2 separate regions of the Aedes aegypti genome follow, and region 2 is linked to region 1. A link is a contact called in public Hi-C data. All regions are on one chromosome and are shown on one strand. The core of a region is the stretch at or near the end of the contact, and the rest is flanking DNA. Distances in the headings are between cores, read along the strand shown. Region 1 holds the start of LOC5563930 (keratin-associated protein 5-5). Region 2 overlaps LOC5563928.

The links. A called contact is a pair of places that touch in the nucleus more often than the background predicts.
Region 2: a Hi-C map of whole pupa shows a contact between it and region 1, with 4 times the contacts expected there. The contact joins the enhancer-like site here to the promoter of LOC5563930 in region 1. A contact is called at or near these places in 2 of 2 Hi-C or Micro-C datasets (whole body and whole pupa).

What each region holds. Positions count from the first base shown.
Region 1 is chr3:287,403,873-287,410,632 of AaegL5.0, reverse strand. LOC5563930 (keratin-associated protein 5-5) reads right to left here and starts at 3,925. Exons shown (of 5, transcript XM_021849423.1): 1 at 3,650-3,925; 2 at 3,477-3,561; 3 at 1,379-1,492; 4 at 945-1,323; 5 at 570-870. The coding sequence starts at 3,530. The coding sequence ends at 794. LOC5563928 reads left to right here. Exons shown (of 4, transcript XM_021849421.1): 4 at 1-530. The coding sequence ends at 469.
Region 2 is chr3:287,456,448-287,463,207 of AaegL5.0, reverse strand. The region is part of intron 1 of LOC5563928; the gene reads left to right. Among protein-coding and RNA genes, the nearest start is that of LOC5563925, 12 kb to the left of the region's middle. Within about 2 kb of position 3,832, at least 3 of the 3 cell types and tissues checked have open chromatin away from gene starts, as enhancers often do.

The sequences.
Region 1 (6,760 bases), core at 2,676-5,175:
GGAAATCCAATACCTACCTCGGTACGATTACAGAGATCGACGGGACTACCGCGATGCCGGGCCACAATCAGGTCGCCAATCTGTGCACCAACAGTCACCGAAAGCACCTTCTTATCACGACAACGAGTCGTTCGTGGAAGAAATCTCACCATCTCGTCGTAGCACCTACGTTCCGGCAGACAAGTTTGACAACGAAGCAGTACAGATGAATCCTCGTCCAAGGCCACCACCACCGGCAAAGCCTACCACTTCACCTACGACGGCGCATGGATCTGGTTCGGGATCTGGATCCAGCTGCAGTAACTGCAACTGCTCACAGAGAAGCCTACCGGGAAGGAGAAGAGAACAAGGACGGGATGAGCCGGACATACCGATCAAACCGGGCTACGTGGCTAACGCCGCCAAGAAGTGGGACGATCGACTTCGGAGTAAAAGTCAGCCCATTATAGGATTGAATACTATGGTTTAACAAAAGCGAAGATTTTCCAAACAGTAGCGAGTAGATTAGTAATAAAGCCATTTTCCTAGAATTCTGTGTAAAAATAGGGAAAGAAAGAACGCCGAACAGATTTGATACAGTAGAAACAACTTTATTGACATCGGTGCGCGATTTGTAGTGCTCGAGGATTATACAAATAGGTAGCGCTTCGTTTGGGGAAGGCACAGCGCATTAAAACGTGGGCAATGATGATTGGCACTAAAGATGTGGGATGGATGCAGGATGGTGCGCCGTTTAGCTTATAATCGTACAATGATGGAAGCGACGTGTAATGGTGGCAGGGTTTGTTCGGGGTTAGCATGGTCCACAGGTTGGGTAGGGAGCGCACATATCTCCACAAGGCGGTGGAATACTGGGCGTGCAGGGATCGTCTGGAAAAGGGGATAATGTTTGTATTGGTTTTCAGAGAAAATTTAAAAGGAATTGATGAAGTAAAGCTACTTACAACATGGCATACAATTCGGCGTCGGAGCTCCGCATGGGCCACAATCTCCCTGAGGTACGCAAGCGCATGGGTCACACACAGGAGGGCAGCTGGGATCGCAAACAGGGCCACAGCATGGATCACACACTGGACCACACGGGCCGCAAGGTCCACAGGGGCCACACGGTGCACAGGGTCCACAAGGACCACAAGGGCCACATGGTCCACCAGAGTAGCAATCAACAGCGCACGGATTACAGCCACTTCCCACGGTCGTCACACGACACCGCTTCGGACAGACCGGATTGCTTTTGTTACCCATGGTCACATTGCGGAATCTTCGAGCGTACGTCGATGGACAACAGGTGGCTTCCGGTTTGGTAAGGCAGCATGGTTTTCCCTGCGAGAGAATTGACTGTGAGAACCGGAATTTCTTCAAATTTGAGGGAACCTACCTGACACTCAGAGCGTGGACAATCGTGTTGAAGACCGTTCCGTTTCAAACATTCGCAGTTGGCTATAAGCTGTCCTCCACGTAGCTCACGACTCTTGCAACCTCGAGCTGGCACCTAAGGAGAAAAGACGACAGTTAGATTTACCCAGGAAATTGGCAAACATGTGGGAGGAAAGGCAAGGTACAAGGGTGGAATGGTGTCATCGGAATAACCTTTAAAACTTACCACCATGTACGCCCACCTTTGTACACTTACCTTCACTCGCGTTGTTCCCCATGATGTTAGCACCTAGCATCGTCGAGGTTGACAAACAGGGTCGCACGGAGAGCAAGCAGGTGCCTTGGTGAAGCCAGTGCCTGTCGGAATGCAGCAATACTGTGGTGGAGGTGGAATTTGGACCGTTTGTGGTTTCGGTTGACACACCATAGTCGTGCAGATCTCTTTAGGCTCAACAATGGTCCGTGGAGTACAGACAATCTTCGGATCAGGGACGATGCGTTTGTAGTAGAGGATCTTCGGATCCGGGACGACTCGCTTCCGGTAGATGATGCAGGGCTCTACGTAACAGCGTGGCTGATAGATGATCTTCGGTTCAACGATAGTCTTCGTTCGTGGCACCACATGTTTGTCGACTACAGTTCGGCAGCAGTTGATCATTTTGCGCTGAGCTACTACTCGCGGTGGCTGTTGGACGGTTATGAATCGCGGGCCACATTGTGCCGGAGGGCATATAACTGGGCATTGCGGCATACAGTTCAGGTCATGTGCTGCGTATGTTTTTGGGACACACGGATCGCAGAGGCTCCCCGGAGCACACGGCGGAGGACAAGGACCCTTGGGTTTGGAAGAGGGGAGTAGGAGGAAGGTGGTTGATTGTGCGATGTTTCAAATGATGAAGCAGCGTCCCCCGTTCCCCGAACTCCTGTGCTGAGACGTACCTAGTAGATTCGTCTTCCGCGGCAGTACATTTCTTCGTAACGGATGTCCGGGATGTTTGGTTCCTTGCGGCGCAGATTCCAGCTGTGGTGTACCGTGTCGGTACTATCGAAGACGATCAATGGGCGCTTCCACCAGCACAGATAGGACGGGGAACGGGGCGACTGACAATGATAAAATGGTTATTTATATGTGTGAAAAACCAAAAAGTTACGCGTGTTCTGAACACTTGTAGTTGCTAATTTAACATGGTTTTACGATAAATAATCATCTTTTATAAACATCTGCAAGAATATCCGATATATTTTGTAAATTATTAAATACCAACCAACGAACAAACACAACATTGTCTATTGGTAACAATCACCTACTTCCGCAATTCAGAACTATGTTCTGAATCCAACCCGGAAAGCTGGTGCTACTTTTTGAATCACAGTTTTGAGCTTTAAGAGAGTTAATGTGATTAAACTAATCATTTTAAACTGACAAATCATTACTGATGGAAGCTATTCTAAAGTTTAGCTACCATTGTGTTAAATAACTGAAAATAATCAAAAATCCTAGTTCTTACATTGAACTGAAAAACGTTTAGGAAACGCGCAATATCTATGTTCACAAACGGTCGTATAGGTGGCGACAGAACTTCCGACTAACGATTTTACTGCCGAATCACAACCTCGTGCGATGGGTAAAATGTTGCCTCGGAATGTCACCCCCTTGCCAATGCGCCAAGTCATTCTCACACATTGAAAAGCGCAAAACGACATTGAGCCAAATACAAACACTATTTCAATCGCAATCGTAAAATAGTATTGATTTGTAATCCGTTTTCGAAAAATAACCAAACATTCCCTCTTCCCCCTGGCCAATGCCCTTCCGGACGGGTTTTAGTGTGGTGGTGTAATACGTTGCTGATTGATTTATGGGTGTTTCCGAAAGGGCTGCCAGGTTGGACGATTTCCTCAAAACTTCTGATCAAATCCGCGGGCCCATTCTAAAATCTATACGCGAATAGGTCAGTGATCCCACCCACATCAAAACGGAAACGGAATTAATAGTGATGGCGCAAACACAGATAACAGAAATGATAACGATGCTTGGTGCAACAGGAATGGGTACAGTGGTGGTCACATTTGTGACAGGAGGAACAGTGACATCTTACGCAAGGATAACAGGGATAGCAGGGATCGCACGGGGAGCAGCACGGGTCACACATTTTCACTCGTCGGAGAAGGTAGCTTCCGGTTCTGGAATAGTTCACACAGAAAGAAAATTGTAGAATATTCGGTCCGTCTTCGCGAAGGTTCTTTCATTGCTCGAAGCTCAAAAACTTACCAGATATATCGATTTTCCAGCTCCGGTGGCCTTCAAAATCTTCCTGTTTCAAGCTTCTATACCGCCGTGAAACCTTGAGGTATCCAATAAAACCTTCAGCCTTCCGCGCTTCAATTAAAACTGCTTCCACTGTATTTCACACTTGAATTTAGCTTCCCGATTCCGAATCTTGTAATATATTTCTCCAAATTATAGGTATTTTTTACACTTTTAATTTTTTTTTGCTACGATCTGATCGCTTCGAGCTCCGAACTGAGAATGATTTCCGGGAGCGATGAAAATTTCTTCCTGACCGAGCGAAACTGTTATTTCCGTCACCATGGGATACCACGTGGCGCGGAGCGCAACTGCTTGAAAGCGTGGAAGCGCGGTTTCAATTTTTGCGCGCGTCGGCCCTTCGCTGCCCGACTGCAAGCGTTGGCGGTAAGCGTTTGTATTGTCCGTCGTTCGATGTTTGCGTCGCGAAAAACAGATGGCGCGATGGGCAAGGTAAGCGTTAGTCTGATGGACTGTTAATAACACTAGAAAAGATTACTATTTAGAGATAAAGTTGGACTCTGAAATGGGCAAGGTTTTGTGTTTTCATTGATTTTCTCTTCAAACAAAACAGATCATTGATAGTTAACATGATATTTACATAGAACTTATTAAATGTTTGTTTTTATAACAATGAAAATTAAGCAAAACTTTAAAAGATTTTCAGATTAATGTTTAAGTTGCATCGATTAGATCTCTGAGTAGAAGTTATGAAGAGTGAAACAATAAGACATCCACGCCATGGGGTATACATTTAGGCGTGCTACAAGTTAAGGCTGGTTTGCTACTGACAAGAAAAGGAATCGCCTATCTCGATGCGTGGAAAATTTCTCCCAAGAAAAAAACTAGGAGCCCCGTGATTATAATAGTAACGCGGAGCCCCAGGATCAAAAAAATCTAAATGGATTATCGGCTATTTCTCAGCGACGGCTCAACCATTTTTCGAAATTCTTTCACGTAGGGTGCAGAGCTATTTGGGCACTTCCATTATTCACTTTGGCATGTGGGGTTTTTCTCTATCGAATTGCCTGAAGCTTTAATATAAGAAGCACTTTAGTATGACGCATATCGTGGCCAAATATGAGCTCTGTGGCTTTCAAAAAACCCTTTTGTCGAAGTGAATCAAAAGTGCCAATGATAGAATCAAATAAGAAGAAATGCTCCTAGAGGTGTTAAAATTTTCCCTGGAACAATTAAACCAATACAATTTTTTAACAAAAACTGAAAATGCATGATTCTTACCGCAAATGTTACATTCGAATAATCGTGAATAATAAGAAACATAACACATGTACCGTAAAACGGGGTAACTTTGATAATGCGGGTAACATTGATAGTGCGAGGCCCACAATATATTAAACGAAATAACGAAGTTTCTGTTAATTAGTTAAGCAAAACGAATGCAAAAGTAAAGCATATTAGTATGAAACTTCATGTCAAAGCTATTTTTGTTGGAATCAAGTGCATTTGAGGATTTTTATGCAAATATTGAAAATTTGTAAGATTTTAGCATTTTTGCAACGCTTACAAACAATCTGTTCTACGATCACTATTTGATGAAGTTATAATGAATTCGTCACTTATCCTTGACAGTCTAGTTATAGTAGAACAAGAATTCGGATTCAAATCTCTTAGCGAAATCCATTTTTACAAACTGGAACCATTTTTATAATCTAAGTCATAAATTTCCATTTATCGTTAAACGCCTAGAGGTATGCAACGCCCTACAAATGTTCCGTAATTCGTTCAATGTTGTTCGATTTATACCTCATTATCAAAGTTACCCCAAAACAGAAACCCGACTTTCGATTATATGAAAAATAATATATCCATTCAGAATAAACTTTTTGGCAATCTATCAAGTGCAATCGATAGCTACGATGTCAGTTTTTGTTTTAAAATTATAAATTGCAATTCTTTGAAGCAGCTTGTATATATATTGAAGTTTTCTTCGAAAAAACTATCAATGTTACCCCGTTTTACGGTATTTGAAAACAAATATTTCGAGCATCCCCTAACGAGGCAAATTTGTGTAGGTCGCTGAATTCGACTATAAAAACCCCTAGTGCTCTGCATATGCATGCTAGAGGTTGAGTACCTTCGATAAAGTGTGTTGGAATTAGTTGCACTGCATTTTGTTCCCTTTGGTTTTGATCTACATTACTTGTAACTGATCTAGATCAGTTTTATCTTCTATTATGAACGTCCTAGTTCAAAACATCCTAATGTGTCATGTTTTTCAATGATACATTTTTGAATTTTTCTCGATATATTTGCTTGTATAAGTGCAGTGAACATGCTTGAACAGGAGTATACATTTTTGATAACACTCAAAATAAATGTTACTGACAAGAGATAAAAACGCAATTTTTCTCAACTGTTTGTTAGGAACTGCAATTCATAGCAATGAGATGTAGTTTTATGACATTTATTTAATTGCAGTAGTGTTAAGGCTGGTTTGCTACTGACAAGAAAAGGAATCGCCTATCTCGATGCGTGGAAAATTTCTTCCGAGAAATGATCCAGAAAATCACATTTTTCTGATGGCAGTACGCAGTTGAGAAGGAATGTCATTTTAAAGGGGACTCTCTGTAGGAAATTTCTTGACCCATTCAGTCAAGGAATTCTTTACTTTCCTTGAACGAAGGAGCATACAGTTAGCTCTCCCTTACTCGATATTGAAGGGAACATCGAGTTAGGGAGGTATCGAGTTAAAGAACACAAAATCAGTGCAATTGCTATCCAAGGGACCATCGAGTTAGCCATGAAAACCAACTTTTACTATGGTTCTCTAACTCGATATTGAGATACCGAATATCGAGTAAGGGAGAGTTAACTGTACTTAGCTTTAATAAAATATCGAAATCACACTCTAAATTTAGTTTACTTTAAAAAACATCAAGACATCCTAGTTTCTAAACCTGTTTGCCCATAATTCAAAATTCAGAGGAATGACATGCATTTTATTTGCATAAACTGGATTAAACGTTTTCAGTGAACATGTTTGAGCAGAAATAGAAATTCTGGATTACACTCAAAATCTCTATTAGTGAAAAACCTACGAGAAAGCTTGAA
Region 2 (6,760 bases), core at 2,583-5,082, 53 kb before region 1:
TGGGGAGGGGGAGAGTCACCTTTGGCAGAAACACACAAAAATTGACAGCAGCCTTAATGCTCGCAGCTTCAATGCTGAAAATGGTTTATTCAGTATAAATATTACAAATTACAATTATTATAGTTACATACATTTTGGTGTTCACTTCGCACTACCAAAGAAACGGCCTCCTGAACTCTTCTCTTCCAAAGAACACTACTGACTATTTCTCTATTGCAGTGTTGCCAGTTTCACAAACAAATTCCGTCACAACAGTTTATTTATTTATTTGACGTCAAACATTTTGTAGACCATTCTAAATTACATTGTGTTCTTAATATCTATGTGTTTATATACTATAAATTTGTTGAGTATACTCGATTCATAATACATTCCTCAGTTACTATTGTTTTGTATATCAAAAAAGTACTTTTTCAGTTTTGTTCGAGACATGTTAACATCAGTCATTTCACAATACAGATTATATGTAGTCATCATCTGATTCAACGGACTAAATTTAGCGTAGTTCGTGCGATGATGACCTACTGCGAACAAGTAACGATTGCGCAAGTGACGAGTAGGAGGATAAAAATTCAGTTTTGAAAGTATATCAGCAGAATCAATGCGATGTGAAACAATATCGTTAACAAAAGAAACCATAGCATAATCACGACGCACTTTCAGTGATTTCATATTGATAAGCATGCATCGTGATTCATATGATGGTAGAGGAAGTACTGACCAGCCTAAATTACGTAGTGCGTATAATAAAAACTGCTTTTGTATCGATTCTATACGTTCTTCATGTTTTTTTGTGTAAGGTAACCAAACAATACTACAATATTCTAATATTGATCTTACATACGCAACATAAAGTATTTTTAATGTGTAAGGATCACGAAAGTGTTGACCAAATCGTTTTATGAAAATGAGCATATTTCCTGCTCTATGAATTATTGCATTATAGTGATCTACAAATGATAGTTTTGATTCTAAAATAACTCCTAAGTCTCTTATTTTATCACATTTTTTTACATGTTCGTTTCCTAAAACAATAGACATATTTGGTGAGGTTCGTTTTCTGCTATAACTTATGAGGTTACATTTTTTATATTCAATTATATTTTGCAGCACCACGTGTAGAAAATTTGAATCTCATTCTTAAAAACATTATGATCGTCATCATTCTTTATTTCTAAAAATTTCTTCATGTCGTCAGCATATATAAGGACCCTCAGTTTGTTTAGAATATAAGAAACGTCATTAACATATAAAATAAAAAGAAGAGGGCCTAAGTGTGAGCCTTGAGGTACTCCAGATGTAACATGTATTGGATTTGATCTTTTCCCATTGAATTTTACTATTTGCTGACGGTCGTTCAAATAGGACTTGATCCCCGTAAGGAGATTCATTTCGATTCCCATTTTTTCAAGCTTGAAAGTCAACATTGGAATGTCCAGTTTATCAAATGTTTTACTAAAGTCAGTGTAAAGAGCTTCTACGAAGTAACCTTTATCCATTGCACTCAGTGAGTAACTTACAAATTCCAGAAGGTTTGTTTGTTATACGAGTTTTTATTTGGGCAAACATATTTTTGATTACAATTGACTCGAAAAGTTTTGGAATACATGACATAATAGCAATACCGCGATAATTTCGAATGTCCGATTTCTTACCTGATTTATATATTGGTATGAGGAATGATTTTTTCCATACCTTTGGAAGTTGGCCAGTTTGAAGAGACATATTGAATAACCAAAATAATGGAGTTGTGAGTTCAGTTGCTAAGTTTTTTATGAATCCAGGTGGAATTTCATCTGGCCCTGATCCTTTAGTGGCGTCCAATTTTTTAAGACCAAACAAAATGTCCAGAACATTTATAAAATTAAAACGCCAACATCACTCGGAAAGTCAGCAAAATGTAAAAAGTAAGAATAATCTCGAACGTTTTCCGAAAATGTTGAATAATTTTCTTGAAAAAAAATTGCGAAAAGATTGCAAATATCTTCAGAATTATTTCCTACTTTTTCATCCAAAGTCATTGTTGCTGGAAAATTGCACAATTTAAGTTTAGTTTTAACGTAATTGAAAAAAATCTTTGGACATGACTTTATTTCATTTTCAGTTTTTATGTTGTACTCGGTAAGTGCTGTAGAAATGGCTAAATTGAGTTGGTCGCAAATAACCAAATATTTTTCTAAATCGTCTGGTTTTTTATATCTTCTGTAAACTTTGTGAGCTTTTTGTTTTCAATTTTTTAAATTTATGATTTGCTTGTTGAACCAAATTGGATTTTTTGAGTTGTGATTCCTTCGTCTCTTCTTAACAGGTACTTCCTCCCTAATGGTTTCAAACAATAAATTGTAAAAGATTTCTATTGCACATTCAATATTATTTTGATTTTTCAAAACAGATTGCCAATTTGCGTTATCTAATTTCAGTCTAATATTAGTATAATTGGCTCTACTATAATCGAAAATATTATCATACACATATTCGTGAGGAGTATGATAAATATGCATTAACATAGAATATTCTATTGCCGTGTGAATCGCTTCATTTTTCCATAATGGTGAAATTAACTCACTTACACAGAAATCTTCATGCATATTTGTCAATAAAAAATCTAGGAAACAGTTTTGTTTATTTTTTACGTGATTTATTTGATTAAGACCTAAGGATGCAGTTTTGTCAAAAATAAGTTGCAAAGTTTCATTATCGCCAACAACAGGGAGTAGAATACTCTCGTTTTCAAAATCAGGAATGAAATCTGCATTACGTTGATTGAAATCGCCATAAATATGCATCTTGTTTTCGGGAGGAAGTTGATTTATGATTTTTTCTGCTATCAGGAAAAAACTCTCGTATGTTGACTTACAAGCCTGATCTGGGGGAAAGTAAACTGATACAAAAATATGAGTTTCATTACCAATATTTGATTTAACCCACACATGCTCAAATTCTTTAAAGTTAGGTGTAGCAATGATTTCAGAACTGAAATTTGATGATATTGCAACGACGACTCCTCCGCCCGATCTTCTTTGTGTCAAAAGTAAGTCACGATCATTGCGAAATACGTTGTAATTGCTACCAAAAATTTCTTCACTTTTCACATCATCATTCCAACTTGTTTCTGTTCCCAAAATGATTGAGTACGATGAACTTAATATATTTTTATGAATTTCATTAATTTTAAAAGCACTTTTCATGCGATTAAAGTTCTGACAATAGATTATAATTTCAGTTGGCTGTGTTTCAGAAGAAATTATTGGTAGTTCGTTATTTAAGTCTGTTAAACCATATGGTGAATTGTCATTATTATTTGTTACCAAGTGCTGATTAGCTTCACCGGGTTGCATTGAATTATTTTCTGCCTCTGAGGGGTCCGTCAATTCCGTAGAAAACACAAATAATAATCCCATATAATGGCAGATAAAGAAAACCGTTCATTCGATAACCATATGAACAGTAGTTGAAGGCAGCAAGGTTTTTTTTTTAATTTGGTCATAACGAATAGACCAGGAAAAAACGTATCATTTTCGAAGTGGATACGATATCTTCTATATACATAAAATAGAGTGGTGTTTGTATGTCACGAAATGGCTTGAGAATAAATCAATTAATTGTCGTAAGATTTTCAAAAAAAAACCTCCCGAATGATCGGGAAAATAGGAGAAGACTAATGTATCATTTTGTATGGGGGATTACATGACGTTTACAACAGCCTACTTGATGACAAAACGAAGTTTGCCGGGACCACGAGTTATTTTATAGAATGCAATTTGTTAGCATGGCTACACTGCGAAATATCAATGGCTCAGTAGTCCCTCTATATTTCACCATGCGGAGTTAAAGGAAAGATTCGTTTCCAATGCAACGAAACGCTTACCAGCCGAACAATGTTAGCAATATTCACGCTAATATAATTCTACTCATCAAGCTGTTTTACTTTTATATGTTTTTTTTTTCAATTTTCAAGCAAAAGTAAGTAGAGTCTCCCTTTTCTGTGCCCCTCCGTTTTCAAGCAACTGGAATTAAGGTGAAGGTGAATCGAAGCCAAAGTTCAAATTTTCAAGAGCACGGATCTGGAGAACCAAACACCCGATTGAGCTGAAAATCTAATCGATTGGTCATCACCAGCTAGTGACCAATCGATTAAGTTTTCAGCTTAAACGGATGATTGGTTCTCCAGATCCGTGCTCTTGAAAATTTGAACTTTGGCTTCGATTCATCTTCACCTTAAGTGGTTTTTTTCCTATATTTTTCGAAACTCTGTAATCTTATGTCTGTTTCCTATAATTTAGCTTATCAAAAACCTCTTCTACTGATAACAGATATACAATACAGTCAACTCTCCCTTACTCGATATTCGGTATCTCGATATCGAGTTAGAGAACCATAGTAAAGGTTGGTTTTCATGGTTATCTTGGTGATCTCTTAGATTTCTCCCTAACTCGATGGTCCCTTCAATATCGAGTTATGAAGAGTTCACTGTATATCACTTAGAACCCTTTACCCTGTTCGACTAACACGCTTCTCGTGCTATTACAAAGCGCTATGGATAGCAACTGATATAAACCGCATGCCTAGAGTGACTTAAAATTATGATAGAGCATTTAGTTCATAAAAATAAAAATCCATAGCAACTTGGATGTTCTAGAAGATAACCAAAGCAACCCATTTCTAGTATATAAAGTTATGGACATCGAGGGATAAAATCTCCTAAGCTTTAGATATTAGATATTATGATCCAGAGTGTAGGTATTGAAGATCTTGACTCTGCAGTAATTTTAATGACCAAGATTATCGAAAACAAACGAAAAGAGTTCTGGTTAGGTACCTGCTAAACGATGTACACAAAAATGATCAATTGGCAAAGAAAGCTCTCAGCTAATAACTGTGGAAGTGCTCATAACACTAAGATGAAAAGCAGGGTCTGTCCCAACAGGGACGTAATGCCAGAAAGAAGAAGAAGCTGTATACTGGTTGACTATATCAGATCAAAATGTTTATATATTCAGTTATTCAGAGTAGCATACTGGCTTAATTTTTTTTAAGAAATTGAATCCAATAATTAAAGCTCAAGCAACAGTTTCAAATAAAATAAGATGAATAAGTTTGTGTAACTGATGAATATCTGAAGAAACCTCCTTATTCATTGTAAAACGCATAAAGTCGACAAACCAAGCCAAAATCAGTTAGCATTTATTGATTTCACTGTATCTCCTTGGCCCTACTTTTTTGAGTTATTTCCTACGTAATGACACGTAGACACGAATTGTGCGGTTCTGCTAAATTCCTTGCAAAAATATGATGTGGTAGGTTGTGGCCCGTCTTGCAGCAAACAAAGAAATATCCTCGCGAGTATTTACCGAGAGGGCCCCCTAGAAGGCAGCTCCGTGAAAACCTGAAGCAAAGGAATGTGTGCGCAGACCGGGCGACATGCCATCATGTTATTATTATACGGTAGAAAATAAAACAAACTTTGTTCTTTGCCTAATAATACAGGGAGAAGTTTTATTCACCTCTTTCAAGGATATACTTAGGAAACACTGATTCGCCAAGGATGACTAATGATGGAAAAAATGTGCGTCGTAGGAATGTTTACGTGAGCAGGACAACGACCTTGAAAGTTGAAACAGATTTTGCTTTGTTAAGCAGGTGCAAAGTGTATAATTTGAAAGTAGGTATGTGAAATACACTGGATCCTACATCTATGTTAAATCTTCTGATGTAAAATACGTGATGTTACATAAATAGAAGAAGTTTACATTTGAGTCAACTCTCAGAAGAGTAACTAGAACAAATTCGTAGCCATAATTTCAAATTTAAAAAATCTGAGATTTTTGATTCCGATACATTTTAAAAACATAGCTTATACTATGCCACATGATGACCTGTACACCAAGTTGATCTTGGTAGACCTTCAACAGTCGTTGAACTCAAATAAGCCCGTATAGGTATCAACTTTGTTCTCAAACCTTCGAATCACTAGTTACACTTATAGATCTTAAGCCTTGTATTCAATGAAGCCATTGTATGACCTCAAACGCCCATTGAACTCAAAACATGCCAGAATACATTTACATGGACCTCTCAACCATTCCATGAAAAAAACGAACTAGTAGGTCACTGAATTCCGTGAAACTTTTCTATTTTATTCCTTATCCGAAATAAGGATACACGTGTTTTTTTTTATACTTTTTTGTGCATTTTTTGGTCACCCTAAAAAAATCGCAACTTTGCAAAATAAAATATTTTTTAAGAAATCATAACTTTTGAACCGCTTGACCGATTTTCAATTTTCTTGGACGAAATGAAAGCTAAAAATGATGAAGATTTTCAAGATAAATATGAAATTTCGCAAAAATTGGTTTTCTACGTGAAAAAAAAAATCCGTTTATTCGTGTTTTGAAGGCCATTGGACCAAAGGGGCTATTGTTGTACTCATTTTTTCTTGAAAGTTCAGAACATTTTTCGTTTACTGTCAAATTTTCAACGGTGTATGTTTTTAAGTTTTTGAGATATATTTTTTTTGAAAATAAAAAAATCAGTCAATTTTTATCGGCGCACACTGTAGGTCTCAGCGCATAAGATTTTTATTTTTTTTTAAAGTCATAACTCTTGAACAGCTTAACCGATTTCCAATCTTTTTTTTATATAATAAAAGCTTAAGATTTCAACTTTTCAGAAAAATTATAAAACTCTGAAAAAAAAAAATTTTTTTAAGAATTCATTGTGATTTTTTTTTATTCAGAGTTTTATATTTTTTCTGAAAAGT